Linked DNA regions of Gossypium hirsutum: region 2 is linked to region 1. Evidence: chromatin contacts called from public Hi-C data. All regions are on one chromosome and are shown on one strand. Each heading gives the region's core, a stretch centred on a gene start, on an enhancer-like site or on the middle of the called end of the contact. The rest is flanking DNA. Distances are from core to core; before and after follow the strand shown. Region 1 has its middle 27 kb from the start of LOC121216441. Region 2 has its middle 37 kb from the start of LOC121216606.

Region 1 (3,727 bases), core at 710-3,209:
ATGTATATCATCCTAACATAGTTCCAATAATTGAAAATAAATTATAAAATAAAATCTTAAAATATACTAACATAGCAATTGAAAGTCCATTAAATAGATTCGTTATGCAAACCTTTTACATAATCTTTTTTCATGTTATCTGGAATTGAGAAAAGATAGTTAATTTTACAAATACATAAGAGGTAACGACATCGAAAAGAAAGAGAGAGAGAAACAATAGAAAATAAATACAATATGTAAATAATATATTATATAGATGATTAAATATGCATATAAAAATAAAATAAAATAAAAATTTACTTGCAAAAAATCTATTGAAGTAATAGAGAGAATCAAGTTATAGGAAAGAGAAAGGAGACTAGCTTCTTTTTTTTAATGTTTATTAAGACTAATACCCTAAACCAATATAAAATAGAGTTAAATTTGTCTTAATATATTTTTTAACTTTCCAATATATATAGAGAAATAACTTTCTCGCCTTTTATCATGAGAATAACATTATTACGTTTATGGAAAGAAGCTCCCACAGAAAAGATTCCAAAGAAAGTAAAAATAATTGACAAACTAAACGTTGAAACCATTTTCCAACTGATTAATTTTTTAAAAAAGTGATCACTTTTATCATATTAAATCTTACCTTAGAGAAGGAAACCAAAGTCAATACCTTAATTTCATGGGCACTCATCTCTTACCTTTCTCAACAAACGTGGTCTTAGACAAATAATTCACCCTTTCCAGAAGTTCAAATCTAAATTTTTGTTTCATCTTTTACCACCATTATATTTATTGAGTGTTTAACATTGTTGTCAAAAAGTGCTTTTGTGAAATAAAATATCTATTTTAGACATGTTATTATCAAGCAACAAATATGTATTTAAATAATATTTAAATTAGTTAATATTATTATATTTTAGTAAGAATATACAAAAATTATTATAGCTTGTTGTTAATATTTTAATATATGAAATATAAATTTTAAATATTTTTAAGCAATAAATATTAATTATTTATAAAATTTAATTAGAATATATAAACTATATTTTAAATATTTAAATATAACCATTAAATATTTGTAATTAGTATTTTAAAAAATATTTTTTATTTTTAATTAATGATTTTAACACATTTGTAATTAAGCACCAAGAAAAAAATGAAAGTACTATGTTATTGGAGGGGTGAAAAAGTAATTAAGCACCAAAAATATTTTTAAGAAAGGAAAAACTAAAATTTTTGGCTTCTCCTTTTCAGAAGTGCTTTTGAAAAGTACTTCTAAAAAGCTAAAAATTTCAGCCTAAAGCAGTTTGTTCTGCACAACTTTTTTTTAAAAGTATTTTTGGAGTCAGAAATACTTTTTCTAAATAATGAAAAATTGACCTTTAATCTCTTATATGTTCATGAAAGTAAGTTTATAATAGTAATAGTATATGTTGTTATGAATTTGATAAAATTTTTATGAATTTTTTAATGTAATCTTAATCTTAGTTTAATGACTAATTTTTATATTTTATATTAAATTTAAATAAAAAATTATTAAACATAGATCAAATAAAATGACAAAAATATTTAAAAACAAAACTCAACCTCAAACAAATAAAAGGTTAAAGTAATTTAGTACGTGTCGGGGGAGAGACAGTTAAAAGTGAGGACGAGGAGAGCCGGCGGCAGGGCGTCCATCCGACGTACGTGCAATTCCCTGTACCGTAAAAGCAATTTACTTTGGGATTATTATTATTATTATTTATAAATTATTTACTTGAGAAATAAATAAATAAAGAATAGTTAATGACTGTACACATGTCAAAATATAATAGACTTCTAAAAATATTTGCAAATTGTTTTTTGTTTCTAGCGTTAAAGAGGATTCGCCTCGACCCTTGTGGGCCCCACCACCTAATCCTCTCTTTCTCTCTACAATAATAATAAAGCATAAGAGGGGGCGTGTAATTGGAGATATAAAGGGGTCCCAGCTGTTGGAGAAAGTCAAGAAAGCAGCCAATGAGAGGAAGGGGAGAGCTAAGACTGTGTCTGCCTTTTTCTTAAATTTAATTAATGAATGCTTGGAGAGTTTGAGTTGATTGAAAAAGCCTTCCCCCCATGTGTCTATTTTTATTTAAACTTCAACTGCCTACTTGTCTGTTTTTTTATTACAGACGTGTCTTTTCTTGCTTCATCTGGCCAAATTGCCCCCCTTCCTCTGCTTACCTCGCTCTCAACTCAATCCCCTTCCCTTAAAATGACTCTTTTACACTACCCGGTTCCCACATTTAATTATAACTTCTTTTATGAATTTATTGGTGATGGTTAAACACATATACCAAAACCAATTCAACGAGTTTTAATTCGGTGGGTGAGTATATGAGCTTAATATGTTGAAGTGTATTTATTATTTTATTTAAAAAATTTTAGAAGTGTTATAGATGATATTAAATATTATATAAAAAATTAATAAATAAAATACATAATATTAAATTTAGCTATTAACATTTATATCTTTTTTTTAATTTAGCTAAATTTAACTTTTAATATTTTAAAAAGAATTAAAGTTAACCATTAGTCTTTTGAAAAATAGTCAAATTTATTTCTAATAAAAATGCCGGCTAAAATATTAAATTTCAAACATAGCAACTCATGTTTATTTTATGTATTTTTTTAAATTTTATGAACTTTTTATATATTTTTTTAAAATTTGATTTTTAATATCTTTTTACAATTTTTAAATTATTTGTAACTATGAAGTGCAAGCGAATTGTCACGTCGGTTGTCACACCAATATTTTTAAAAACTAATGTTTTAATCAACATTTTTAAAAAAAAAAACTATTTAATTGTTTTGAAAGGTTAGTGTTTAAATTGAGCTAAAAATAGAATAATAACTAAATTGATAGAACATGTAAACATTGAAGGATAAATATATCATTATACCTAAAAAAATATTGATAGATTTTTCAGTGCACAATCATAAATTTAGCCAATTATTTTTTTTACCAAGGTAAACACATTTTCTTAATTGTTTCATCATTCTTCTTAATTTTATATGCTTGATTCCTATGTTTTTGCAATTTACATTCATTTTCTATTAAAGAGGACTTTTGGATTTTGATGATTCTTGAAAGATTTTTAGAAGAAATTCAATGTTTTCAAGTCCTTAAAATGTCATTAAACTTTTAAGAAGTGGATTTTTGCATTATTTGAACAATTTCTCTATTTTTCTCTCTATTCATGTTATTTTTTGTTCTAGTGTTAAAGAGTTTCGATTTTGAGTTTTCTTGATGAGTTTAAGTGTAATGACCCGAATTCCAGTAGTATCAAAAAATATAGTTTGGAATCCCATTTTCATAAGCCAAGTCCGTAAATATAAATAGGAATATTTACGGAGTTAATATAAAAATATATTGAAATTCTATTAAGCAATTTAGCCGAAAAATTAGTTAATTAAAGCTCATGGACTAAATTGTAAAAGTCCAATCGTCATTGAGTTTTAATTGAAAAAAGGCTTGGGGACTTAGATAGCAATTGACCAAAGGACTAAAATGGTTAATAAATCAATTTTAGTTAGTGGATAGTGGATGATGACGATTTTTTTCCATTAAACTTAATTAATAACTAACTAATGTATATTAATTCATTAATTAAACTAATTAATTAAGATTAAACTAAACTTAATCTAAGTATAAAAACTAAATAAGAGGATGAAACCACCATTGTCTTCATTCTTCTCACCATCCACC
Region 2 (3,362 bases), core at 667-3,166, 120 kb after region 1:
CAAAAGAAGAAAATGAGAAGAAAGAAACATCGTACAGCCACATCGACTATTGCAGATAACTGAGTTAGTTTATTTTAAGCTTTAGTTGTAGTATTCATGCATTGCATGTAGTTGTAAGTTTTATTTTGATAAGTATACATTGTCATTGCATTTTTTTTGTTGTCATTACATTTTCATGTCAGTGCGTTGAGGATAATGCAAACTTTAAGTTTGGGAGAATGAACTTGGGGCTTGGAAATGCACCCTCATTTCAAAATATTTTTTTTGAAAATGAAGCATGCATGGTTTAATTATAGTTAATGAAAATTGTTCAAAAATTTTTGTTACATTCGATGCTTAATTCTTGAATCATGTGAATTATCAATGAATGAGTTGGATAAATTTGACAGAAGGTTGTAGCTTCAATTCTTTCATGAATGGATTAGGTTGCATTAGTAGTGGATGACTGCTATCATTCCTTAAATCTTGAATGAATCTGCTTTTTACAGCTGCTTATATATTTATATATAGTTATAAATTAGACACACTCCAAAGTGGGTGCAGTATAGAATGTTAAAAAAGGAACACTCCAATACAAGCATTAGAAAATCAATTTGGCCAAAGACTATCACTACATGAGTGTGTGTCGGCACAATTACATACTCCATGAGTGTTTGTTACAACCCATCATTACTTCACAGTAATAATGGTACAGTAATGCAACGATATCCCTTATTACAAAAAAATGTATATATATAATATATAAATACTTAGTATTGTACAATAAATGCTGTAATGGTAGATAGAACTTAGCTTGAAGCATGATGCTAGCATTGATGAAGTTGCAACCTTATTCATTCATGCTTATGAATTGTTAGTGCAATATTCTTTCATTTGAATGTGATTCATACATTGGGAATTTAGAGGGTTCAAGTTACTAGAATGATCATTTGCCTTAGTAAAATTTTTGTAGTCTTGGTAGTTTCTGTTTTACTGGAGGACAAGTAAAAACTCAAGTTTGGGGTTGTGATAGCACTAGAAAGAACATAGGTTTCCCCCCTTACTTATTGGTTAAATTATACCCATTTAATTATCTTTAGCATACATTTTAGCATTTTATAACTCAATGAATCCTAGCCTATTTTATCCTTAATTTTTCTATCTTTTTGCATTAATGTCGTTGCAGAAGTGAATTTCAGATTGCGTCCAAAATTGTCGCTGCACTTGATAGCTTTCCGGATAAAAACTAAAATTGCGTGAGCTGTCCAGTCTGGTATAACCAACCTATACGTAAGATGATAGAATAATTTTGAGAAAAGAACACCTATACTGTTGGAGGAGGACATAAAAGGTGGACATGAGAAGAAAAGCTAGCCGATTGATCCATAGAGCATAAATGACTGCATTAATTCTCGTGAAGTTCTCTCCGTTCAAGGTTGGGATACGAGCACTACGTCGAGGCAGTATGATTGTTGTATTGATTGGCTTGAAGATATGATGAGAGTCCTTGACAAGAAAGCAATGGCCAATCTTATGACAATCTTATGGAACTCCTGGAGCAATAGAAACAACTTCATCTTCAGGGGCAAAGAAGAGGAAGCTACGGTCATTTGGGAGAGGGCTAGCACTCTGAACAAAGATTTCCGCATTTGCAATCTGCTTAAGGAACCGCTGCTCTCACCTAATATTGCGCTTAAGAAATGGGAAAAACCTCCTAAGGGATTTGTAAAAATCAATTTCGACACTACTGTAGGGGTTAACAGAATTGGGGTAAGGGGCGATTGTAAGGGACGACTGTTTCGTTTTCGGTGGTGGGGGGGTTTTATTGAAACAAGGGTGTCGGTACATGAAGCTGAATGCATGGCGTTTGAAAAAAGTATACAGCTGGCGGGTCAACTGAACATTAAAGGGAATGTGATATTTGAAACAGATCACGCGAGCCTTGTCAACAAATTAAGAAATAATGGTATGGATGTCACCATCATCAGCGCGCGCATCAAAGAATGTATAGCTGCTTTCAACAATTTTAAATCAACCAAATTAATTTGGTCAAACCGGTCTTGTAATAATGTAGCAAACTTAATTTGTAACGTGTAGGGAAGCTAAAATGTGGTTTTTCGAAATGGATTATCTTAAGTAAATTCATAATACTGTAATTAGTGATGTTACTTAATAAAACGAGTTAACCCTTGTGATCATTTTATGTTCAAAAAAAAACATTACAAATACTAAATTATCATTCATTTAACAATATCGAACTGTTATAAGCACAAAACTAAATAATAAACTGCAATAATTATCTTGAATTAACTCAATAAAAAAAACTTAAAATAATTTAAATAATAAGCGACATGAACTTCTCTTTTCCTTTTCAATTTTGCTAAAAGCTTTTATAAGAATGTTATTTTGAAGTTTAAAGAACCTAATTTCTACCGGCTAAATTATTGTTTTTGAAATGCTAAATAAATAAATAAAAACTTTCCTAAAACATAATTAAATACAAAAAACCTAAATTAACCAATGCTTATAGACAATTTAAAACAAATCTTTCAAACTTTAGCACCAATTTTTTTTCAAAACACTGCGGGCGGTGCTTAATTCCACATGATTCATGCTCGTTTGCCCCAATAATTAAATTAAAAGCATGCATGGACCACAATGCAACAAAAATGGTTCTACCCAATCTCTTCACCCACTGATAAAGGAAAAGATGTGCATATTTATTTATTTATTTATTTATATTTGCCCCCCCCCCCAATTAATAAAACCCAACAAAAGTTGTTGAGGACTTGGTGGTTTTGCTATTAAATCATGTCTTAAACTTGTTTAGATTATATCGAAAGTAAACAACTCTCTATCACAATTAATATATAAATAACCCCTATCTCTCATTTGCATTAATAGCTTTAAAATTATTGATCAAGTTTTCCTTTTTTAAATATTAAAAAATAAAAATTATTTCATCTATCATCACTAGTTTATTTTAAATTCTACAAACTAAATTAAAATTAAACAAATATTGTTAATAATAGCATTTGTTCAATTATTTTAGTATTTTTATATTTGTTTTGCAGTTTATGTTCAAGGCTGATGATGTTCCTTCTAAAAATATCATCTCTAAAATTTTAATTTATGTCTCTCCTTAAAAATACAATGCGTCTTATTACACCACACTTATTGATCATTTGTACAAATGTTATTTTAATTTAAATCTCATTATAGAATTTTATTTCAATTTCTTTTTATTTAAATCTTGGTATATTTCATTTATTAATTATACATTATAATAATTAATTCTTGTAACACCCAATTTGCCCGGTCCAGTAAATGCAAAAAGAAAATAGATAAAATAATTCATAGTGTCCAATTACAAACGGGCTACA

Evidence for each region. A called contact is a pair of places that touch in the nucleus more often than the background predicts.
Region 2: a contact with region 1 is called in a Hi-C map of hypocotyl, with 3 times the contacts expected there. The contact joins two enhancer-like sites. A contact is called at or near these places in 2 of 34 Hi-C or Micro-C datasets (hypocotyl and leaf).

What each region holds. Positions count from the first base shown.
Region 1 is chrD04:32,733,487-32,737,213 of Gossypium_hirsutum_v2.1, forward strand. No RefSeq gene overlaps it. Among protein-coding and RNA genes, the nearest start is that of LOC121216441, 27 kb to the right of the region's middle. Within about 2 kb of position 1,960, at least 3 of the 9 cell types and tissues checked have an H3K27ac peak or open chromatin away from gene starts, as enhancers often do. A contact at or near this core is called in hypocotyl and leaf, where this site is marked.
Region 2 is chrD04:32,853,020-32,856,381 of Gossypium_hirsutum_v2.1, forward strand. No RefSeq gene overlaps it. Among protein-coding and RNA genes, the nearest start is that of LOC121216606, 37 kb to the right of the region's middle. Within about 2 kb of position 1,917, at least 9 of the 9 cell types and tissues checked have an H3K27ac peak or open chromatin away from gene starts, as enhancers often do. A contact at or near this core is called in hypocotyl and leaf, where this site is marked.